2 separate regions of the Danio rerio genome follow, and region 2 is linked to region 1. A link is a contact called in public Hi-C data. All regions are on one chromosome and are shown on one strand. Each heading gives the region's core, a stretch centred on a gene start, on an enhancer-like site or on the middle of the called end of the contact. The rest is flanking DNA. Distances are from core to core; before and after follow the strand shown. Region 1 holds the start of ash1l (ash1 (absent, small, or homeotic)-like (Drosophila)). Region 2 holds the start of kmt2ba (lysine (K)-specific methyltransferase 2Ba).

Region 1 (6,203 bases), core at 1,421-3,920:
ATCAAAGTCTCATCTTGTATTAAATATAAGACTTAATCTCCAACAAATCTGTGCCCAATAGCCTTTAATATGTGTCCAAATACAATGTATAAAATTACCTTCTTCAACTTTGCATTTTAAAGAGAATGGAGAATAATTTGGATTTAACTTATGTCTAGTGATGGGGTAATTTGGAGACGATGTAAAAGTTTGAACTGTTGTTCTTTAGTTCTATTACAGATTGATATATTGCCAGCATGGTATGCTTTTTTATTTTACCAGAGACATGAGGGATATTTTGAGTAGCCCCTCCCCTTTAAAAAAATAGCCAATAGTGTTTTGTTTATATCACAGGGTTTGCCAGCAAAAGTGCATCTTGGCAGCAACAGTCTACAGTAATACTTCTGTATCTGTGTCTCCACCTTAAAATAAAGCATTCAGAACTCCAAATAGGTTCAAATAAGCTTTGAGGTCTGTGCTGACGTTTGTATATAATTGTAATTTGTGTGGACTAGAGTAGATCATACGTGTATTGTAGCAGTTTCTGTGACATTAATGTGAATCCAGACCATATTTACACTGAGTTGTTCATCCCTCTAGGCTGTATAGCCCACTATGCACCATTCCGGAGTTGAAATCCTACTTACCTGTATGCTGACTGTGTAGGCGTGTGTAAAAGACATTTTCTACCTTGGGGCATAGAAAAGTTATTGAATATGCACACAGAACGTTTCAACATCCTGGCTTTTTGGGTTTGCTCCCTGCACTGTTACTGCAGCACTCCATTACATTTTCTCATGTATGCAGGTGTTCAGGCAAACCCATGGTATAAATGCTTAATTCCATGTGAATAAATGACCAATTGCAGCTGTGTCTTGTGGAGGACGGGATGATTCGCATCCTGAAAAGCATTGGATTGGTCAGAAAACCTGATGAGAAGATGTGTGTGTGATGTCATAAAAAACTGAGAGTGACACACTGTATTTTTTAATGCTCACATCTTCCAAATGTTAATTTTGACTTGGAGCTCACAATCTTATAGATGACCTAAAATATAAAATAAATAAAAAATTTCAGGGGGATTTAAAGTGAATTATTAACTTAGAACACAGACTTGAGAAACACGATTATTTAAATAATAAAAGTGGAGTTTAGATCAACTTTCCATTACATTTCCTCATATATCCAAGTGTTTAGGCAAAGCTTGGAATAATTAGTAAAGCAAACCTTGGTATAAATGCTTATTTACATGTGAATAAATGACCAATTGTTATGGGGAGTGGGATTGCTCCACTGAAGAGCATTTGATGGTCAGAAAATCTGATGAGAAGATTGAGTCATAATAAAGTGAAAGGGATAAACTGATTTTGTGAATGCTTACTTGTATCTTCGAAATGTCGTTTTGGAGGTCACACTCTTATAGATAACCTTAAGATACAAACCCCTTCAAAATGATTTCAGGGGAACTTTAAACTGAAAGATTAATCCAAAACACAGATTCGATAAAAAAACAAAAAACAAAAACAACACATAGTTAATTTGATGATAAACAGTGGGCAGTTCAGATCAACACTCCATTACATTTTCTCATATATGCAAGTGTTCAGTCAAACCCTTGGTATGAATGCTTAATTCCATGTGAATAGATGACCAATTCCAGCTGTGTCTAGTGGGGGGCGGGATGCTTCGTATCCTGAGGAGCATTTGAGATGATGAGAAGATGTGTGTGTGGTGATGTCAAAAAAACAGTGAAATGCTCACATCTTCCAAATGTAAAGTTTGACTTCCTTTTGGAGCTCACAATCTTATAGATTACCGAAAATAAACAATTAAATTTTTTTTAGGGGGATTTAAAGTAAATGATTAACTTAAAACACACATTTGAGAAGCACTGCTAATTAGATATTAAACGTTAAGGAGTTTAGATCAACTTTCCATGAAAATTCTTCATAAATCCAAGTGTTTAGACAAACCTTGGTATAATTGTTATAGCAAACCTTGGTATAAATGCTTAATTACATGCGAATAAATGACCAATTGTTTCGGGGAGTGGGAATGCTTCACTGAAGGGCATTTGATGGTCAGATAATCTGATGAGAAGATGAAGTGCATCGTGATGTCATAAAAAAGTGAAAGTGATAAACTGCAATTTTAAAATCTGACTTTTCTATCTTCCAAATGTGATTTTTGACTCCTTTTTGGAGCTCACAATCTTACAGATAATCTGAAACAAAAACTTAAAATGATTTCAGGGGGCTTTAAAGTGAATCATTAATTTAAAACATATTCAGCTCCTCTCCTAATGATTCTGCTCACTCACACGGTTACACAACCCGCCTCACGGCTACGATTCCCACGGGAGTCTCGATATTTCACTGTGGGTAAACACTGCCACGAGCGTGCGACAACACGAGCCCCCTTTTGAGGAGTCATAGCCTACATTTTCTTTTAACGAACCAACATTTTTCAGAATTAGGTAACGTTACAGAGTGTGTGCTCGTTCGTTGTATATTTATATCATGGACCATAATAAAAAACATTACTCCCTAGATTTAGTCAAAAGTGTGTAAGTGAATTTCTAGGAGAAAGTGCCTAACAGCCGTCGAGTCGACAACTGCCCTCTCCTCCCTCCCTCCTGGCCGTCCACTCCTCCTCCTCCTCCCGCTCCGCCTGTGAGAATGCCCGTGCTGTACTGACAGAAACGATACGGGCTAAGCAGACATGGAGGCCCGATTGACGAGAGAGGCCCGTTCCGACGAGCCAGAGCTTCACTAACTCGGACCCGGAGAGAATTTCGGGCGACATATCGGATTATCACGGGTAACGAGCGACGCACACGAGACAGGGGAGAGGTGGAAGAATTTGAGGGAGAGATCCATTTCGGGTCCCTCTGTTGATTCAACGCAGCAGCCGCCATTTTGTTGACAGTTCGTGTTTTTAATAACCCGTGCAGGGCTCATCCCGGAGAGCGTTAGATTTTTGCATTCCGCTTCTTTTGGTCCTTCCGAGGATATTTATGCTCATTTTTTGTTATTTTTTACTGAAGGCCTGATGGAGAAGGGGACGGTTTACTCATTCCCTTCGCACCAGCAGCGGTTGCTTCGTTACATTACTCGTATGGACAAATCGCGGGGGTTTTGCTAGCAATGCCAGCAAATGTGTCTTGACAGGACAGCTCAGTCGTTTCGTTAAGAGTGTGGGGTTGATAGTAGTGATTAGCGGGTGTGAATTCACTCGTATAGAGGGTTGTAAACAACACATAGACGTGAATTGGATGGCCGTTGACGTTGTGTACGTGTGGTTACAGCCTCGATGTTGAGCAAAACCAACTTACCTTGCTCCAGACATGTGTCTTTCAAAATTGCAATGGCAGCAAGGTATTTTGACGTCCCGCTGTAGTAACCCTTTCACTTGCTATTATTGTTTCACACAGACTGGGTTTGGACATATTTAGTAGTGTCCTGAGGTTGAGCTCAATATATATGCTCTTCGCTAACGAGCTATGCTAGCTAACGTTATATTAGGATCATAAACCGTGACCAGTGCGCCTCACGTAGATAAATATCGTTACTTGCGGGGTGACTGGATCAACAGACTAACGTTAGGCTAATGTTTTGTTATGTCATACATTGGTTGGAATGTTCTTACGAGAAACGTGACGCCTTTTTCCCTCTTGCTTTTTTTGGGTACATCAGCAATTTCAAGATAAATATCCGAGCGACCATGCTGGGAGGATTTTGACCGCAAATTATGTGAACGCCGTTCTAGCTCGCTAAGGTAAGTTCTTCATACTTTATTCTGCATTTAGACTTCAAATGTGCTATAAATGCTCTGTAATCTAGATGTTTGTGTATTCTTTGAGTACATTTGTTCGAACTAGAAAGGGAAAACGCAGTATTTTGATGCATGACATGCGCGTAACGCTTTGTTTGTTTGTTATTGCTAAACGTAATGCGGCTTGGAAAGTGTTACGGTGTTCATTCATTCAGAAGTTATGATCAGCGAGCCTTAAGTGTTCATAAAAAAGGCTTAATTCATAGAAACGAACCTTCAGTGGCACCTGCCAGTAGATCATCCTCAGTTAACCTCGTTCACAATAGGGTTCATTGCACGTGCAAATTGCGCGCGCCTTTGCCTGGTTATAGTTTTTCCCCATTGGAGCAGATGTCTGAGAAGTGGAGGAAAGTGTAGAAAGTGGTGTCTGGAGCCCTTGAGCAACCTTTGACCTCTGACTCCGCTGTCAAGGAAACCAGAAGCTTCCCGCTGACTGAGAGCTGTTTGAGTGGATAGCAGTGATTTCAGGCATTTATTTGTGGTCGGGGAAGATTTGAAATATAAGTGCAGATTAATAGCAGATCCCAATGCTTTTGCCGGCAACATTACGTTAGCCAGTTTAGTTTTGTTTTGTGGTGCTTTGTGTTTCTATTTGATGCAAAGTTGCGAGGCGTAACATAGATTAAAGTGCACCAATGATGAAAGTCAACTTTTGGAAGTTTTTTGGACAGAACTGTGTGTATGTATAGTGTTGACAGTCATATTGGAGTGCTATAAACCCAACAAGTCTCTTTTTTATTTACTGACGTTAAATTCGGAGCCAAATCCCAGTGATTTTGATGCCCACTGCAACGTGATGTAGGAGTCCGGTTTTCCCCGCCCACCAAATTGATTGACAGACGCCATGTATCGATAATAACATGTACACACGTCCACAGAACATTTTTTTTTGCAAAAAAAACTGATTAAAACATTTGTTAGGCATGAGATGATAACCGTTTTCAAGCTATAACGCGGTTTGGAAAAGTCAAGGTTTTATAATCGTCGAAATTTTCTACCAATCCTAGGGTATGTGTAAGATTTTTTATTTACATTTTTTTTTTTTTTTTTTTTTAGGACAACAGTATCTCCAGCAGAAAATATATCCAAAAATGCCATTTTAAATTGTAAAAAAAACAGTGTTTTTGAAACAAATGAAGACAGCAGAAGTCAATGATTCATTTGAATTATTTAGCCTGACATGTTTACTTCTCCAAAATATTTAAAATATTTCTCAAAATAAAATGTATTGTGTTCAAAGTGGAACAACGTCTTTGTTTTTTACCCAGACATTGAAAAAATATTTTTATATTATAGAGCAGTAATCACAATACCATGAAACCGTGATATTTTTATTCAAGCCCTGCTGAAAAATCCAGCTTAAACCAGCCTAGGCTGGTTGGCTGGTTTTAGCTGGTCAATCAGGCTGGTTTTAGAGGGGTTTTGGCCACTTCCAGGCTGGTTTCCAGCCATTTCCAGCCTGGTTTTAGCTGGTCAGGCTGGAAAATGACCAGCTAAATCCAGCTAAAACCAGCTTGACCAGCCTAGCCAGGTTGGGAGCCCAGCCAAAACCAGCTATGTCCAGCTATGTCCAGCTTAAACCAGGCTAGTCAAGCAAAAAAAAAATTCTGTGGACGTGTGTACATGTTATTATCGATACATGGCGTCTGTCAATCAATTTGGTGGGCGGGGAAAACCGGACTCCTACATCACGTTGCAGTGGGCATCAAAATCACTGGGATTTGGCTCCGAATTTAACGTCAGTAAATAAAAAAGAGACTTGTTGGGTTTATAGCACTCCGCCAAAACCCCTCTAAAACCAGCCTGGTCGACCAGCTAAAACCAGCCAACCAGCCTAGGCTGGTTTAAGCTGGATTTTTTAGCAGGGAGGTTATCATACCGTCAGAATCTTATACCGGCCCATGTCTAATATATGTTACAATTTTCTGTGATTTTATTAAGTCTGTCTGTTTTTAAAATAGAGCAGATTTGTAATAAAGACAGTAAAATTGGCATGTAATTCTTAACCTCTATAATCACGACAGCCGCATAGTAAACGCTAATATGTGTGTTTGTGTGTGTGAGTCTCATCATTTCAGAAAGGCTTGAATAAATTCCACCTCAAATACATAAAAAAAGTGGTATTTTTGACTAATCAACTGTATTTCAGCTTCATCCATGTCTCTGTCACTGACTGCTATTTATCTGACGTAGCGCATGATGAGAAGCAGACACGCACGTGGAAGCGGTGGGCAGGGAGAAGTAGCTCATTTGCATTTAAAGCCACAGGCGACAAAAGCAGCTACACTGTGCTCAGACACCAAAATGTAGGCTATAATAAATAATCTGATCTGTATTTTGAGCTGAAACTTTAGAGCGGGGGTCACCAATCTTGGTCCTGGAGGGCCTGC
Region 2 (6,203 bases), core at 1,431-3,930, 200 kb after region 1:
TTACACTCTTCTAGAACTCAAAAGGTAAAGAAGTTGGAATTAATATATATATATATATATATATATATATATATATATATATATATATATATATATATATATATATTTAGAAAACTTCACAGACAATTCCATTAATTTAAACCTAATAACTATTTTTGAAAACCACTGGAATGACAAATATGTGCATGCTCAAATCGCTGATCTTGGCTGTGTTCATTTAGGTTCCTTTGATGGTTATAAATCATATGTACTATTCTATGTATAAATAGGATGCTACACCTATATTATGATAGTTCTGGTAAGTCCGACAAATAGCTGTGCACATAGACATTATGTAGCAATTAGATCGATAAATCCATAAACCTCACCTGCAATTACTTTTATTTGCAACAATAATCTGTGAAACTCAGAGTTAAAACCTTATCCTGCCCCGTGTGAGGATCGAACTCACGACCTTCAGATTATGAGACTGACGCGCTACCTACTGCGCTAACGAGGCGGTTGTAGTAATGACGCGAAGGTTACGGGTAACTGAAATATAAACCCAAACAGACACAATATGTATTTATTTATTTATACATACCTTAAATACTTTGACTTAAAATGTATTTTTATTTTATTTAAGATACTATTTGCATTTAATGAATCGGTTGCCAGCATAGACTGTAAAGGAAAATGCCAGAAACGTCCTCTAAGCGAAAAATAAGACTGTTGCGACTTCTAACGGGAGATTTTGATACTGCAAGCGAGATTTTTTCATAAAATGTTTTTTTCAGTCAACTAGTAAGAAAATGAAAAAAAAATGCAACATTTAATTTCCATTTATTTACTCATCGATCCATTTATAGTCTGCAGATTTGAATTGTTACAAAAATCCCCACTTAATGTCGGACAAAACCTGCAAAAGCAATAAATTAATATGCAAATAAATGAATATTGATTAAATAAATCTGTATTTTGCTGCATTAATAAAACAATGAATAAATAAATTCGCAAATAAAGAAATTGCCTGATGAAAGGGGTGGTTCTCTTTTCTTAAAAGAAGACCTTTTTACAGTTATACGCCTAATTTTCTATTTAATTATAAGATTTAAATACTGCATTTTAATGATATTTTAAGCTGAATTAACTTGTTGAATGGTCATCATAACCACACTTTTTGATGTACCAGATAACATTATTAACAAATTAACATCATTATTAAAACAGACAATTTGTGGCATATATTGTCATTTATTATGCAAATAACAAACTGGCCTTTTCTCAGAATCTGGCAATTTGAATGCCATAAAAATTCTAACATAATCATAATAATAATATGTAGCGCTTCACGATTGTTCTGGCTTTACATCTTTTATTGGTGATTTTTTTTTTTTTTGAGAATAAGGTTCAAGATTTAGAATAAAAGTTTAGTAAAATGTTTTCTCTATTTAACAACAATAAAGTAGCAAAAGATGAGCACTTACGTCAGATTGTATTTTTTCTTGCTCAGCTGGATGTTTGAAAAATACTTGTTTGCACTTAACAAAACTAATTAGCTGAAGTCACAACAGCCAACAGAAGATTCGGTCGTAAAGCCTTTTTTAATGGATTATTTTTATTTTCACTATTTTCAGCAATCAAGATAGAACAAATGAGCTCAAGTAATATGGGAAAAATTCTGGATCTTTGTCAGTGAGGGGTAGGTCTTCCTTTATTAATCTATTTATCTTTATATATATATAAGATAAATAGATTAATAAACCCACCCCTCACTGACAATATATATATATATATATATATATATATATATATATATATATATATATATATATATATATATATATATATATATATATATATAGTTGAAGTCAGAATTATTAGCCCTGTTGTGGTAAAAAGATTCTCGTCTGCAAAATATTCTAAGTCTCTAAGTCAAACTTTTAAAAAAATGACAAAGTCTGAGATCTCTGAAGTCTTTAGGCAAAGCAGTTTATTGTTACAGCATCGGTAACAATAGAGACAGGTCATTACAGTGTCTGATGAGTATAGGCTAGCACACAGTTTAAATACACTTCTTAGTCCTAATACTCCACTCAAATTTACATTATGTTTAAAGGCAAAAAGCAAACAAAAACGAAATTACACACACCTGTCAACTTTGAGATTAACAGGTTTAACAAAAATTATTTATAAGAGCCATATTCACAAAAAAACAACATTTCTCTTGCATAGATTTCCACTTCAGCAGCACTTACATTCGTAGTTTTATTCATATCTATATGCATACGTTTTTAAATCAGATTGTATATCCAAAAATTGTGATTATTCTACTTTTTCAGTGTATTTTCTGAATAATGGAGATAAAAATAAGAAACTCTTAAAAAAAGAAACCAACATTTTGAAACTGCCTTCCTCTAAGTTCACACATTTTATTTCGTGTTAGAAATATGCAAATCACTAGAGCGTTCATTTGCATAAGCATACAATAATTTAAATTAATTTAAACTACTGCAAATCTTTACAAGTATTAATGTACTCAATCAATTTGGGATGTATGGTGATAACTATTAGTGTCTTCCCTTGAGAAATATTTACAGAATGACGCTTGAAAAAGAAAATAAAACTCCATCTCCCATAATGCCGTTCGTTTCCTCCGCTATCTCGCGCCTTTCCATCTTGTTCCTCTCGAGAGCTCAGCGCCGTAGTTGTTGTTGTGGTATGTAATAATGGCGGCAGCAGGAGGCGGATTAGCAGCCTCGGCTGTTGTAGCGACCGTGAATACCACCGCCACCGTTCGCTGCCGTTTCCCAGGTCGGCCATGGACGGCCCGGAGCCTGCAGAGGACGGAGAAACGCTCTCATGTAGGTCGGGTGAGGGCTGAAGACAGAAAAGGGCCGCGGCCCGTCGACGTTGGAGCAACGCTGAGAGAAGATCCGTGTCTGTCGCGGCTGTTAGGGCTCGCGGAGAAACACAGGCGGCAGCGCGAGGCGGGATTCTGCACCAGCGATGAGGAGGTGAGCGCTCAACTTCCTAAAATACACCACTAATGGGCATTTAAAGTGCAGCTTTTAGCATGTCGCCGAGTTGCTGGTGTCGGTTCCTGCAGAGATGCAGCCACCTGATCGCACGGCCGCGAGCTTTACAGATTACAGAGATGATGGTGCCTCTGAAAAGTGTTTGGAGAGACTGAGATAAAGTTGGTTTTGTATTCCGACTTTCTCCTCAATAATGTAATTTCAGAAAAGTATTCTTTGCACATTTTAAATATTGGAATCATATTAGCATATTAGAATCAAAGCGCAACAGTGTTCACAGTCTATTAAATAGTGCTAATGTTGTTTTGAAGTGCTAACATGCGATTTCAGACTCGATGTTCAAAGTAACTTGTCACAAGATATCACCGTTTAATGGGAACGGATGTGAGAATATATAAACAACTTTACCTCAATAAAGAGACTGAGGTAAAAATGGTTTTATATACGGACTTCTCCTTAATATAATTTCCGAAAAGTATTTGCTTATTTTAAATAAAGAAATCATATTAGAAGCCAATGACTCAAAATGCAACATTGTTCACAGTTAATTAAATAGTGCTAATGTTGTTTTGAAGTGCTAACATGCGGTTTCAGATCCAATACACAAAGTAGCGTGTCACAAGATATCACTGTTCCGAAGTGAACGGATGTGAGAATATATAAACAACTTTACCTCAATAAAGAGACTGAGGTAAAGTTGGTTTCATAATTGGACTTTCTCCTTCATAATATAATTTCAGAGAAGTATGATGTGCAAATTATGAATGGGAAAATCGCATTAGCAGCCCATGATTATTAACGTAACTTACAACATTGTTTACAGTCTATTAAATAGTGCTAATGTTGTTTTGGAGTGCTTGTATGCGGTTTCAGACCCAATATTCAAAGTAACGTGTCAACTTGCCACTGTTCAATTGTGAACGCATGCAAGAATATGTTTACCTCGATCTTAAAGTGTCGCCGTCATCTGTTGATCATTTTCCGGGCTTTAGGGGCTCTCCAGGCGGCATTTAGCTGTGGTTGGCGGTGTTGCCGGGGATACTGTGTGTAGCTGTGGGTCAGTGACACTGTGGTGCGCGCTGGTTAGTTATTAGGGAGTTCGAGTAAAGTTATCAGCTTTCAGACTCGATGACTGTATAGCTGACGGGTCTGTTTGTCTTTATTTTGGCTGTATAATTAGTTTAAATGCTAGGAGGTGTGGTGTGCATTTGGTATGTATAGTCCATGTATGTTTTCTTTCTTTACAGAACCCTGCTGAAAAAAAGCTTAAACTAGCCTAAGATGGTTGACAGGTTTTAGCTGGTCTACTAGCCTGGTTTTAGAGGGGTTTTGAACATTTACACTCTTGTTTCAAGGGCCAAGGGGTAGGGCCGGGGTACAAAAATAGAATTGGGATTGGGCCTTGGTATAAGTGTTTGCCACAGGAAACTAATTTCATCTAGTAGAAACATTTGTTAGTGTGTCCAATTATAAACTTTCTGAAAGATCCTTTATTTTGACTTCTCAACTCTGAATTTGGATTCGGGTTTATGACTTCAGTTTGCCTAGTTTAAGAGTAGATTTTGAAACATATAAATGTGGCATCTAAATTAATTTGACATGCATGTTTCATATTATTGTTTTTCAACTTCAGCAATATTCTTAGCATCACCCAAAACTGAAAAGTTTGTCATCATTTATTTAATCTTCACTTGTCACAAATCTGTTTGAGCTAGTTTGAAAAGTGTTGAAAACCCAGAACTTTATCAGTGGTTACCGAACCACTTAAGGGGGCTTAAATAGAAAGTAGTGAATATACCTCTCTCTCAAAGCATTCAACATTCACAACAATATCTCAGTTTCACAGATGAAGGCTTAATTCCTGACTAAAATGTAATTCTGACCAGTTTTAACTGAAAGAAACATGCACTGATGGATCTTGAAATATATCAGTGCCCTGTAGGAACACCAGTACAGATTTTTTTGCTAAGGTGCATTTATAACAATTACTTAAATATCCTAATTGAACTGTGACCTAATCCTGGCTTAGTCTAAACCTTCTCTGTGAAATCTGGCCTATAAGTTGAACATTAAATTTGAATGACTATACAGGATTATAAGTGGTTAACAGGTTTTAAACACATAATAATTACTGCTCAAATATAGTACCATAACATCACCTAAAATACAGCATTTATAAATACATTAAAATATGACATAGCTTATGTAGGATAAATTACAATAAAGCGATAATGTTCGATGCCATACAAAATGTTGTCATTGGTATAACATTAAGACTAAAAACAACTAAATGTGTTGTGTTGTTACATCAGGCTTTATGGCTGTCAAATCATATTAAAGCAATGGCCTAGGATAAAAAAAAAACACGCGTAAGAGTAAAATGTATATAATTTAGTTTTGTTCTGCTATTTATATGGTGGTTAACGTTTTAAGCATTATACTGTAGCTGGTACTTCAATAAAACATTTTTTGGACAATAATTACAGAAATCCTATTACAATTTTTGTTCAAAGTTAATTGAAAGGATCTTTTATGAAGTTGTGTGTATATTTTTATACACCAGTTGGTCTTTAACTTATTAATAAAATTTTTGTTGGTTCATTGCATTACAATATTATAGGATCAGACTTTAAGGCCAAAATTCATAGATCATGATATATTTAATAATTTTTCAATACAGCATAATTTCGATATAGAAATAGTATTCAAAAAGCCTCAGAGTAACTGCCAAGAATGCCCAATTGCCCATTGTAGACATAAGTTTAAGAAATGTGTTTGCCAAGTCTATGAACCCTCATTCCATAAAACTGTATAATATTTTAGAAATAAAAAAAGCTGTAAAATTAAATAAATATTAGCCTTATTTATATTTAGCCTTCATACAAACAATACATGTGAAATAAACATAAATAATCCATCAAATAAAGTCTGAACTTTTTATTATCTTCACTTTTTAAACTAACATGCTTTGTAAAAAAGAAATATGCAGGGTTTCACTTAATTTATTCATGTTGGGTTAACACGTTTAAGTGGATTGAACATACATTTAAGTTGTCCCAAAAAAAAATCTCAGGAATTTTGTTGTCAGCTCATTTTTAAAAAGTAGTTTGAACAAGTAGCAAAGTTTGTTTTAAGTGTATACTGATTATTCTGAAATAATAAATAGTCTGCTTCTGCAGGATTAGG

Evidence for each region. A called contact is a pair of places that touch in the nucleus more often than the background predicts.
Region 2: a contact with region 1 is called in a Hi-C map of an unstated tissue, with 3 times the contacts expected there. The contact joins the promoter of kmt2ba here to the promoter of ash1l in region 1. A contact is called at or near these places in 1 of 18 Hi-C or Micro-C datasets (an unstated tissue) and 1 of 4 datasets of contacts at active chromatin or transcription factors (embryo).

Annotation. Positions count from the first base shown.
Region 1 is chr19:10,090,539-10,096,741 of GRCz12tu, forward strand. It overlaps ash1l (ash1 (absent, small, or homeotic)-like (Drosophila)), which reads left to right and starts at 2,671. Exons shown (of 27, transcript NM_001346407.1): 1 at 2,671-2,799; 2 at 3,675-3,756. LOC141379011 (a long non-coding RNA gene) reads right to left here and starts at 2,905. Exons shown (of 3, transcript XR_012394904.1): 1 at 1,361-2,905; 2 at 978-1,026; 3 at 1-880.
Region 2 is chr19:10,291,009-10,297,211 of GRCz12tu, forward strand. kmt2ba (lysine (K)-specific methyltransferase 2Ba) reads left to right here and starts at 2,681. Exons shown (of 37, transcript XM_684255.10): 1 at 2,681-2,996. The coding sequence starts at 2,709. It overlaps trnam-cau (transfer RNA methionine (anticodon CAU)), which reads right to left and starts at 499; the gene lies at 427-499.